Linked DNA regions of Mus musculus: regions 2, 3 and 4 are each linked to region 1. A link is a contact called in public HiChIP or PLAC-seq, Micro-C and promoter capture Hi-C data. All regions are on one chromosome and are shown on one strand. The core of a region is the stretch at or near the end of the contact, and the rest is flanking DNA. Distances in the headings are between cores, read along the strand shown. Region 1 holds the start of Hebp2 (heme binding protein 2). Region 2 holds the start of Tnfaip3 (tumor necrosis factor, alpha-induced protein 3). Region 3 has its middle 63 kb from the start of Perp. Region 4 holds the start of Ect2l (epithelial cell transforming sequence 2 oncogene-like).

Evidence for each region. A called contact is a pair of places that touch in the nucleus more often than the background predicts. HiChIP or PLAC-seq counts read pairs in DNA pulled down with a chosen protein or histone mark. Capture Hi-C pulls out chosen DNA fragments and counts their contacts.
Region 2: a contact with region 1 is called in a promoter capture Hi-C map of pancreatic islet. The contact joins the promoter of Tnfaip3 here to the promoter of Hebp2 in region 1.
Region 3: a contact with region 1 is called in an H3K27ac HiChIP or PLAC-seq map of embryonic stem cells, with 3 times the contacts expected there. The contact joins the enhancer-like site here to the promoter of Hebp2 in region 1. A contact is called at or near these places in 11 of 39 promoter capture datasets (cranial neural crest, embryonic stem cells, frontonasal cranial neural crest and 5 more), 3 of 484 Hi-C or Micro-C datasets (all in embryonic stem cells), 6 of 115 datasets of contacts at active chromatin or transcription factors (embryonic limb bud, embryonic stem cells, neural tube and 1 more) and 1 of 9 other capture datasets (embryonic stem cells).
Region 4: a contact with region 1 is called in a Micro-C map of embryonic stem cells, with 2.5 times the contacts expected there. The contact joins the promoter of Ect2l here to the promoter of Hebp2 in region 1. A contact is called at or near these places in 2 of 484 Hi-C or Micro-C datasets (both in embryonic stem cells), 2 of 115 datasets of contacts at active chromatin or transcription factors (both in embryonic stem cells) and 1 of 9 other capture datasets (pancreatic islet).

The regions. Positions count from the first base shown.
Region 1 is chr10:18,544,678-18,547,623 of GRCm38.p6, forward strand. Hebp2 (heme binding protein 2) reads right to left here and starts at 1,399. Exons shown (of 4, transcript NM_019487.3): 1 at 1,017-1,399; 2 at 401-536. The coding sequence starts at 1,118.
Region 2 is chr10:19,014,045-19,016,990 of GRCm38.p6, forward strand. Tnfaip3 (tumor necrosis factor, alpha-induced protein 3) reads right to left here and starts at 1,366. Exons shown (of 9, transcript NM_009397.3): 1 at 1,109-1,366.
Region 3 is chr10:18,906,353-18,909,298 of GRCm38.p6, forward strand. No RefSeq gene overlaps it. Among named protein-coding and RNA genes, the nearest start is that of Perp, 63 kb to the left of the region's middle. Within about 2 kb of position 1,414, at least 7 of the 459 cell types and tissues checked have an H3K27ac peak or open chromatin away from gene starts, as enhancers often do. A contact at or near this core is called in embryonic stem cells, where this site is marked.
Region 4 is chr10:18,209,375-18,212,320 of GRCm38.p6, forward strand. Ect2l (epithelial cell transforming sequence 2 oncogene-like) reads right to left here and starts at 1,453. Exons shown (of 22, transcript NM_001370991.1): 1 at 1,385-1,453.

The DNA of each region.
Region 1 (2,946 bases), core at 149-2,648:
CAGAAAACATGGGCCAATTATTTTTCTCTATATCTCAGAAATTGTGGTCCTAAGGCGAAGAGACTTGCAAAATTACACACACACACACACACAACTTGAGGCTCATGCCCTTGCATTTTCCTGTCCCTTGATATCACTATTAGAGGCATTTGGCACAGGAAAGGACTTCTCCCTAGGTAGAGTCCCATTTCATCTAGGAAAAAAAAAAAAAAATGAGGAAAGTATAGACCTTGACAAGCAGAACCCAGCAACACTCTACTGTAGCTACACTAAAGTTCTTGAAGCCAATCGTGAATAAAAACATTAGAGTTTCAGTCATCTGGTTATTCGTCTATTACAAAACAGAATTCTTCAGGAGACTAAAACTCAGTAATCGCAGCATCTCGGAGGCTACTTTTACCTTTCTCATTTTTGCCTTGAATGTAGCCATTCAATTTTGTGAAACCAGTCTGGATGGCTGAATCCCAGTCCAGGGACTCCACGCAAGTGCTGACCCACTTAGCCGGTCCGTAGTGCCGGATCTCATAACTTCCTGGCTAAAATGGTACAGAGAAAACTTAAGAGAAGTAACTCATGAACTCATGAACAAGCAGCAACTCATGAACGTCAGGAGGTGAGAGTCCCCAATACAGGAGAGCTGCAACCCTCTCCCCCCAAGGTCTAGCCTGAGGTTCCCGTTCTTTAGGACAAGCATGGACTCTCCTGAGGTTTCCCTACGGGTTGGAGAGCAGATACTGCCCTAAGGACAGATTACAAGCTTTTCTTAAATCGAAGCGCTGGGTCTGTGTAGTAGTAACCAGTTTCTCCCTACCCCACCCGCTCCGCGGACAGGAAGTGGATGTATGACTCTCTCCTGGGGTCAGCTAAACAACGCATCTCCTGGTTCGCGCAGATCTAAAATAGTATATATATATATATATATATATATATATATATTTTAACTTAACTCTAGGGGACTCTTCATATCACGGTAAAGTAGCCCAGATGAATCTTTGCGGGCCCTGGAAGACGCCTACCTGGGGGTCTATGTCCTCCGGAGCTTTCCAGCTCGGCATCTCCAAGGCCTGATCCTCTGAGCCCTCGGCCACCCCGAGGTCTGGCTCCGGCTCCTCTGCCATGAGTAAGGGCAGCTTGGGAGGGGCGCGCCCTGTTTGTGTTCACCGGCCACCCTGTTCTGAGTCCCCTCCCCACCGGCGCACGCTCGGCCCTGCAGCCCTTACTGCGGGTCCGTAGGACATTCTCGGTCTGAGCCACAAGGCGGCGTCGCGACCAACCTCAGGCTTGCGCCAGCCCTGGCCACACCCCTCTGCAGGGATAAGGTCAGGATCAGCTAGCTGATCAGACTGATCAGGATCGGCCGGCTGGCCCTGGGTCATCTAGGTCCTCTGCAGAGTCCCTCCCACCTAGCTGATGTTTTGCAGAACTGGATTGTGGGCAGTGGTGGGCGGAGGACTGAGCAGCTCCTAGCTCGGTTTCTGTGGAACCAGTCCGGGCACCCATTCAGGGAGCCTCTCCCTACATTGAAAACGCTGCCAGCGCCTCTGCAAAATCAGCTTCCTCCCCACCCTCACAAAAGAAAATCGCCTGCCCCAAGACTTCGCAGCGGAGCTCCAAGACCTCTAGCAGCTAGCACTCAGGACTCTGACTCCTGCTGCCCTTAGATCCTGGAGTCCAAATTGGGATCCGCAGACTGATTTATACTAGAAGGGCAGCCAGGGCCCACAGTTTTCAGGTTTGCTCAATGTGGAAAGTCAATGGAGACCCAGCATCTTTGGGGAGAGCAATGTGTGTGTGTGTGTGTGTGTGTGTGTGTGTGTGTGTGTGTGTGTGTGTGTGTGTTGTGTCTTGGGCTACTGAAACCATCTGAGTCCTCCAGTCAGCCCTGGAGGACGGGCCAGAGCACACACTAGTGCTCTTTAGATATTTTGGCTAGGCTTCATACTTTTTCCAAAAGATTTATTGAAATAAATTTATATATAATTCATCTCTTTTTTCTTTTAAAATGTTATACCGATATACAATTTATCTTGATCATATCCACCTGCCCCTCTCTCCCCTCAACTCCTGAAACCCCACTCTCCACCCCACCTCCACCCCATCACATCTTCCTTCCAAAATTCTTTGAGTATTTATTTAGCTCACTGGATTCAGCTAGTTCAACTCACATGCACTTAGGCTGGAGTCTATCACTGAGGCACTGAAAACCCATGCTCACACTCCTAAAAAGAAATGAGTCTCTAGGTCCCAGCAACCCGTTACTGATAAAGAATTCTCAGGAGTACTCCAGAGACATCCCTCCCCCATGCTGGAATTTTTTTCAGTTTTATTTTTAATTACATGTATATGTTTTAACATACCTCTACTATTTAATAAACCAGGCATTGTGGTGTACCCCTGTAATCCTAGAACTGTGAGTTTGGAAGCAGGAAACCCAGAAATTCTAAGTGACCCTTGACTACACACAAAAATTGAAGCCACTTGCCCCACCCCCACCCCCTCTTAGCTATATCCGAATGCCTCAAAAACAGAGAATCAGTAATAATAGTAAAGTGAACTACTTAATGGCTTTCAATTATATTTATGGAGTTTTGCAGCAATTACAATGCTAGCCCATCTTTTAATGATCTCCCCCCTCAGCCTTTAGCATGTTCTAAGCCCCTGTGCTAGTTAGTTCTGTTTTGTTTGCTTTTTTTTTTTTTTTTTTTTTTTTTTTGTCAGTTTGGCATAAATCCGGGTCATACGTGAAGAGGAAACTTCAACAGAGAACACACCTGCCTTCAACAGATTGGTTTGTAGGCAAGTCAATGGGGCATTCTCTCTGATGAATGATTAATGTGGACGGGCCCAGCAAACTGTGGGTGGTGCCACCTGGAACAACTGGTTCTGGGAAGTGTAGCTGGGGCTGGGCATGGTGGCATAGATGCTCTTAATGCCAGCACCACACTG
Region 2 (2,946 bases), core at 116-2,615, 470 kb after region 1:
CCCAGTTTTATTTTTCCACTCTGAACAGATTTTTTTTTTTGTCTGCGATGTGGAAACTTATGTATTATTTATCAACAGATACCTCGGGCAACTGTTGGGAAGTACCCCTCCAAAAAAAGCAAAGCAAAGCAAAACAAAACAAAACAAATCCATACAAAGAACTGCAAAAGATCCAAGTAGCATCTCAGACAATAAGAATGGAGACCGGATCAGTTGCTCAATAATCTGGGACATCAGAAGGCTAACTAACTGTGATCAGTTCTCCAAACGGTGCCCCCACTTGACCAGACTAGCTTTCCAAAGAAAGATCAGAGACCAGGAGAAAACAAAGCATGCTCCAAAAAGAGCTCTTAATACCTCAGCTTTCCTGAGAGGCCAGGTGGCAGGATGTGGGACAACGGACCCGGACTGACAACACACTATCTCAGTGTGGAGTCGGGGCTGCAGCAGGGAGTCTTACATGCCACCTAAAGTGGAGTCCCCAACAAGCAGGCCAGAGAATCATTTCTGCATGCATACTCTTCTTAAACTGTGGCAACTAGAGACCTAGTGGCAATCTCAAAGCACGCCCCTCCCCTCCACCTCCCGCCCCGCAACCCTCCTCCCACAGATCACTGAAAGGTTAGCTGACCGAAGTCTCCAAGTTGGATTTGGTGGCCTCTGAGAAACCCATCCCCTGTTGGGCCAGTTGTGCACAATATGGGAAAAAAGCCCAACGCGGTTCTGCAAGGTCTACGTGCCTATGAACACGCTGCACTTGATTTCCAAGTGGGGGGGGGGTGTCACCCACGACCACACGACCTAGGAACCCAAAAGGTGACTGACTATTCATCAGCCAGCTGCAGCTCCTGTCACCCTGCAGGATCGAAAAGGAATAGCTAGCTAACTAGTCGGCTGAAGAAACTTCGGGCTGTCAACCTAAACACCTGGCACCGGGACCTCAACTCCGGCCAACAATACCCCAACTCCAGGATCCCTGCAAAGCCAGCGCAAGGCAGCTCCACACTGAGCTGGCCGTGCACCCCGAATCTGGCTGGCAGTGCACCCCACTGACCGAGGACCCCCGCATTCTGCTAGCCGTGCACCCCGCAGCCGGAGCATCGCTCACCTCTTGGGGCCGCGCGGAGCCCTCGCAGAGCCCAAGTGGCCGGCCGGCCGTCACTGGCGCGCGCCGCAGCCCGGGATCGTGGTCCGGGTCGTGGTGGGGGTCGGGCCGAGGCGGAGCCCCATGGACACCCGATCGGGCTCGCTGGCTGAGGGGGTGTGCACGTCTTTCGGCGGCCTGGCTCACCGCTCCGCCTCCGGCTCCGAAGACTACAGACTGGGCAGTTCCCTTTTTTGCCTTTCAGTTGTATGCTTTGCCAACAGGGGGATTTCCGATGGAAATTCCAGTCACGTGACCCGCGTGGCGCGCCGCCGACCGGCAGAGGGCGCTCTAAGCCGTGCCCGCCCCGCCCGGAGAAACTCCTAGGTCCCGCCCCGGGGTGTCCCCGCGTGAGTCACCTGGGCATTTCGGAAGCTGCCTTCCACGTCACATCCATGTGGAAATCGCGGTGATGGGAACTGGAAATGCAATAGGTTCTTTTTTATAGCTTCTTTTCTGAAGAAAATCAGCTGTGAAAAGGAAGGGAAATTAGAGAGAAAACCCAAAAAACCACCCAGACACACAGGACCTCAGGCTTGAAGCTTGGCTTTGAAGTCTGGGCTGTGCACGTGATGAGCACTTCAGAAAGAGCCCTCCGCAGGGTCCCGAAGGGAATTGACAGAAAAAGCGGCAGGGTTCTCCAAGCCATGTGTCAGCTTCAGGTTGGATGCAGTGCAGAGTGAGATCAGACCCCATGGTCCTGCAGTTTTTGAGTTACGGGGGGTGGGGGGGGGCAAGGTCAATTTCAGAGAGAATTAGATTCGCCTCCCCCACCCCCACTCCTACACACCCTCCATTTCTCCTTTATTTCCCTGTTCCAAGGAGCGTTTTAAAGTTTAGAAATTTCTTCAAGTTTATTGCTGGCTTTCCCCGATCCTTCTACAGTTGTTTTCTTAAGTATTGTTTGGCTGGCCTGAGAATTAGTTCGCCCCATGAAGCCAATGGAGGATAGCCTTCCACAATGCCCTGATTGATCCCCGACTTGCCTTTCTTGAGAGGGGAGAAAGCTTCGCTTCACTTAGACAGGGGCTTGAGCTCTGCAGAAAGAAGCGAAAATGCTTTTACCTTTCTGGAGAAAGTGGAGTGTGTATGGGGGTGAGGTGGGGTGGGGTGGGGATACTCTCTGCAGAGCTACACACTAGAAACTGAGGTGGCTTCATTCACTGGCCAGGAAGGGCCACTCTGAGAAGGTGACATTGAAACTCTGTGACAAAGAAACCTCCAGGCAGTCTAGAGATAAGACCTCAAGGGTCAGCCACATTTGATACATCAAGGGGCTGAGCAGAGCTCTCTGGGTGGTTGTGCTGGGGCTAGGGTGCAGGGTGTGAGGCTCTTCCCGGAAAGGAGCCGGGATCTGTTTGAGGGACCACGGGAGGTCTGCGGAGTGACCTGATGTTATTTTAAATAGTGTTTAGTGTGATTAATTTACTCTGTGTGTGTGTGTGTGTGTGTGTGTGTGTGTGTGTGTGTGTGTGTGAGTGTGTATCTCTAGGGTCCCCTGGCAGGATTCCTAGAAAATAGCGCAAACCAGATAGAAATACTCAGTGCCACTGGGACTTCAAGTGTGTTTGCCAAGTTGCCAGACTGTATATTGCCCGTTTGAACTAGAGACATGTGCTTCTTTCCCCAGTAGTGACTGGGCTAGAGGACAGCATTTTCTATTTGTAATGAGAGGCTTGAAGCAAGAGTACTGGCCACTACCCCAGGACAGGTCTAATGGCCATTACCCCAGCCCCACTCCCCACACAGGTCCTTCCCTACTCCGTTTCTATTTAAAACCTGCCAGTATTTGTCTTCTTCTT
Region 3 (2,946 bases), core at 164-2,663, 360 kb after region 1:
CTTCTTGTTGTCTTTATTAGCCAATCGATTAATTAGGGGAAAGTTACGCTACAGCCAACAATTGTTATTTATTCTCTGATGCCTAAAGTTCTGACTGGATCCATCTGAAAGGTTGAGTGAGGCCACATGACCTGGAATCCATGACACGGGGAGTCCAAGCAGGTCAGTTCAGCATGTCTGAGTTCAGCATGAATCTCACCAAAGCTGTATATTTTGCAATATACAAATCTCAAAACAATTTAAGTACCATCAAGACATCTGTATGAATTGTGTACTGACTACTTAAGAAAGACTTTTTGTTCGTTGTTTAAGCATGTGAAAGACAGTCTTTTCATGAGCCAATTTTAATAATAACCAATTATAAGTCTTCATTCATGCCATGTGAAGAATGGCACAAAGAATCTTTACCTTTCCTGTTTGGTTCTCTTGAATTTTTCTAGTTCTTCAGGGCGTCTCCCTCTGTCATATCTGATCTATGTAACTCTCGGCCTTTTCTATAAACACAAACATAAAGTCTTTCTCCTAAATTAGCATATCCTTTAGCCAGTAACCAGGAAAGCTTTTAGCTTGACCCCTTTCCCAGAGGAATAATAAAATAACCACAAAACTCAAAATCATACCCATTTTGATAATTAAAATAATTAAAAACAAATGAAGTAAACTAAACAAATACTGTATGAGCCTATTCTTAGACCCTTTCTTAGACTTTTCCTAATCTGTCATGCCAGGATATTTAACCCCAAATTCCTGTGGAACCCATGGAATTCGTGTTCCAAAAATATGAGTTATCCTGTAAGACTTCCCCCACCCACTTCCATACAATTTCCCTGTATCTTTTTTTTTTTTTTTTGGAGGCTGCAGCCTTTTTGCCTACAGGAGTAGTCTCATTGCCTCTGGGCCCAAACTCTTTGTATTAGTTCTGAACCACGGGAAGAATTCTTTACACGGCTCAAGCAAAATCTATATTCTCTTCTAACTTTAAAAACGATTAACCCAAACCTAGAATTCTATCCTATGATTACTTGCTTGTGGAAATCAGGCAGCTTTTAATGTTTGGCTCTCTGCCTCAGAGCAGCCATCTTGACTCTTTTCACAGCAGGGGACCTCAGAGTCTGTGATCGGAGTCTGCCCTTGTGTTTCTCTGTTTAAGCTCTGGAGTCATGTGACTGCTCCACTGGCTGAAAAACCACCTCTCCCTTCCTTCCAGACCTGTTTTATTGTGTTTGAATCAATCCGAGAACCCTAAATTATTAGTGGATTTTTGCCCTAGGTTGGGTGCCATCTGTCAAGCGTAAATTTAAAAACCATGCTTGTTTCACTCACCTGTATTCTGAAGAGTGGCTCCTGTTCTTGTGCTGGAAACAGCCAGCTCACCTAGCTCCTCCCATGGCTGGCTTGCTAAGCTGCCCATGCCCATGTCCTTCCTGAGAATGCCTGGAGCTACTGCTTGTGTTCCACCACCCACCGAGCCTCCCAGCCACCCACCTGCCTTCCAAGGTGGTTGGCTCCACAGATTGCCAATGACCACCCTGCGGAATCATAGTGGATAGAAAACATCAGACAATCTTAATATTTAAAAATCAGCCATGAGCCAGCGGCCTCCTTATTCCCAATGGTCAACTATGGATTTTTATGCCCAATTGAAAGCTATCCCTCCTCTTAGAAAGACTTCCTTTCTGACAGTATTACTTGTACGGATTTGATTGCGACTTGGTTGGATTAAGAAATGCATGTCATATTAATGGGACACACCTTTGCATGAACCTGCAAGAGTGTTTCCAGCAAAGTTTAACTGAAGGGGATGACCCTCACTGAAAGTGTGTGTAGCACCACGTGATGGGTTGGGACCTTAGACAGAAGAAACAGGGAGAAAAAGAATAAAACCAGCTTATTACCAGAATTCCTCACTCTGTGTTTCCTGGTTGCTGCCACAACTAAACAGTTCCTGTCACTGTGTTCCTCTGAACTGGGAGCCAAATCAATTGTTTTTTTTTTTTTTTTTTTCTTGTTGCTTTTTGTCAGGAATTTAGTTAATGTGCTGTAAGAAGCAATTAATTCAATGCATAAAGTTCATAACATTTTTCAACCAAATGAATTTGCTTTCTGGAATAAGCATCGGGCCTCAAATTCATCAAATAAGGAAAATTTGGGATTGTTGCCAGTACAGATGCATTCTGCTTCAAACTTTAAAATGTAGATCAGCTGTCATCTTGGCAAAAAGGTGAACTAACAAATGCCTGGAACAACACAGTAATATCTAGAGACCTTTCCATGTTACTGAATATTCATGCAAGGCATTCATTCTACCCAATAGGAAGTGGCAAGGAAGAAAGAGAGAAAAAAGATAGATAGCCTTTGGTGGTGGCTCACATCTTTCATCCTAGCACTCAGAAGGCAGAGCAGGAAGATCCATGAGTTAGTGGCCAGCCTCATCTACAGAGCGAGTTCCAGAACAGCTAGGGTTACACAGAGAAACCCTATCTCAAAAAGGGGGAGGGGTGGAAGATGAGAGAATGAAAACAAGGTAAACTGTGAAAAAGGTGGGGGCTTTTCAGGAAGGAACTGCTTAGAACAGACGAGACTTCTCAAGATACAGGGAAAGGGTGTTCTGTGCCTTCTGTGCCAAGTCAAGGATCCAACCCAAAAACTGGATGGATGGCTGCTCTCCTGTGGACAGTCTCTCCCAGCTCAGAACCTAGCTCCATGAGTACATAGTCCATTCCCTTCTCTTTCTCTCCCTTCTCCTTTCCTTTGCTCTCTTCTTCCTTCCTTTCTTTTCTTCATCTGGGTATTGAGGAAGATGGGCAGAGTGGACAGAGGGGGAACAGATACAGAGGTGGACAGAGCCTCGTGTCCAGGCAGGTCGGCTATGTAGGCGGGTTACGGGGTTTCTATAATAGAAATGATGGGTTCTGCTTTTGTTTCCAGGATCACTGTCTACCATGT
Region 4 (2,946 bases), core at 203-2,702, 340 kb before region 1:
TGTTATTAGATGGCAGAGAGGTGAATGCATTTGGCACTTTACAGCTCACACATGCAAACTGGAAAGAGCTTCAGTTAGTGTCTGAAGTGTAATTCCTTCAAAAACATCTTCTAAAGGGGCCGTCTACCGACTACAGGGAAGAACTGCAAGACACAAAAATGTGAAAAATCGGAAAGGAAACACAATGCCAGTCAAGTTCATTTCCCCACATCGGGAGCATAATTTAATGTGAGTACAAGCCAGTGTGTATATTTATATTAAATATGCAGGACATAATAGGCAATGAAGTGATGAGATGTCTTGAGGGAATGTGTGCACTGAAGCACCATTGACTACATATACATACTATACACACACACACACATGAATGATAATTCCTGGGGCTGAGGATGTAGTTCAGTAGGTAAAGTGAAAGTGCTTGGCCAGCAAGCATGAAACCCTGATTTCACCCATATAAAGCTGATAAGCTGGCGTAGTGTCATATACATGTAACTCCAGTTCTGGGAGGTGAGGGCAAGTGGATCTGGAGTTAAAACCAGCACAGTGAATTGGAGACTAGGCTGAGCTATTTAGATACACACACACACACACACACACACACACACACACACACACACAGACAGAGACAGAGACAGAGAGAAAGAGACAGACAGACAAATTAAGGAAAAATGAGACTTGTACTGGTATTTTAAATGGTAATTATGCTCACTGACTTAAAGCTACTAAATCAAAACAAGAGGTAACTGCACTAACATTTTTAAAAATTTCCTTCACTCCTATTTTTCTCCCCCTAAAATTAGTGTTTTTAGAACACCATTTCTGAGGCCCCTCAACAACACAAACAACAAAGTTCCTGAAGCCAGAACGCCACAGGCAGGATGTGCATACCACTGCTTGAACTGAGTGAACTTGAACACAGACCGTGCCAGGAAACTGTTCTGATACTTGGAGCAATGTTTATTAATAAGCACAACGCCAGTACTTCTCAAGAGATAAACATTTAGCAATGTGTCGGAATTATTCACCATAGTCATAAAATCTAGCATATGAAACCTGAGAACAACAGACCAGTTACTATAGAGCCTTAGTCTCGTCTTTATTAGCCATACAGCCTCGTCCCACATCTTTTGGACTCCAGAGTAGCAAAAAGAGTGAGAAGAGACAGGGGGTGGGTGGGGGAGTTGGTATGAGCCAATCTGGGATCCTGTGAAATATTAGTGTTTTCCAAAGTGCTGGAGCACTCTAGAGTGCTCTGGAGGAGGAAAGTTGCCACCACCCAACTCAAACGTGACCCTGACAGAGGTCTCCAAGACCATGGAGCGCTGCTCAAGGTTTTTCCAGAAGCCCCAAGGAAAAGACATCTCCAAGAAGGGAAGAGCTTTACCTCGAGGAGAGGCCAAGGGCTGAGCACGTTGGCCAGGCAGCAGTCTCCTCTTGGCACTGTGCAGGAAATGAAGGCAGTTTTCCAGATCACAGCCTAGGGAGGCAGGTGGGGCACGTGTGCCCCCATCTCCATAGGGAAGACAACACACAAGACAACACACGCTGCCACCACGCCCCACAGGTCCGGTGTCCCTTGCTCGGTGCTGCACTCCAGTGGCCAACCTCGGTCTTTGCTTCAGGAGGCTCCTGAAGGTTGTCACCTTCCCTCTGTTCTCTCAAGTTCTAGGTGGATTTCTTTTGCTGGCCGCCGGTCCCAGGCAGTTGCAGCTGGATCTCGAGGGCCTTCAAGTTGCTGGGAAGAGGTGACAAATGCACAGCTGCTGTCTGCCAAATTCTGCTTAGCTTTACACTAGCCAGCAATTTTAAAGCACTGAGATGGCAAAGGTAACGTTTCTTACCCTTTCTCATGTTCATCTTTAGCAAATCCTCAAAAAATTTTAAAGTTTTTTTTTTTAAACAGTATTAGTTAATACAGGAGTCAGAAAGACAGAACATCAACATGATTCTAATTGCTTTGGTCAAGATGCCTGAGCAGACTTATCGTAAAGCCACCCTCTTCCCACTTCTTTTGAATTTAACAGAAAGATTTCACAATACTTCAAGCATGGGAAAGTTAAAAATCCTATGAATGGTGAGGCTAAACAAGATCCAGGGATGAAGTCTGAACGGAGACACAACGAAGTTAAAATAGCTTGCTCTAACAGTAGATTTTATGAGGTCATCTATAACTCAATAAAATACAATGATTTTGCAACATCTATGTTCTAAGAGTGGCTAGGCATGAAGGAAAATTAAAATTGAGATTCTGTCTTACCTTAATCAGAATGGCTATCTCCAGGCCTCTACATGCTGAGCAGCCTATGGAGGAAGGGCAATGGCTACCCACTGTTAGTGGGAATATAAACTGCTGCAGCCACTATGGAAATCCATATGGAAGGGTCTCCAAAGGCTGAAATTAGAACTACTGATGGCTCAGAGGTTAAGGGCACTGACTGCTCTTCCAGAGGTCCTGAGTTCAATTCCCAGCGTAATGGGATCTGATGTGCTCTTCTGGAGTGTCTGAAGACAGCTACAGTGTACTCATATAAAATAAATAAATAAATCTTTAAAAAAAAAAAAAGAACTATCGTATGACCCAGTTGTACCACTTCTGAGCATACACCCAAAGGATTCTACAGTCTAACACAGGGATTCCTTCTCTACTGACATCAGCTAACAAATGAATAGCCTAAACACACATGATGCCAGTTTATGTAGACGTTAGGAAAAAGAAATCCTGATATTTCCTGGCAAATGGATGGAACTGAAGAATAGGATGCTGAGATAACCCAGGCCCAGAGCACAAATGACTCTCTCACGTGTGGGCCCTAGCTTCACATTTTTAGATTTGTGTGGGTTTTTGAGGTCAGGAAACAGCCATATAAGGGCTAGGAGGTCTTAAGGGGCTGAACACAAAGCAAATGTGTTATGGAAGTGTGTGTTGTGTGTGTGTGTGGGGTGTTG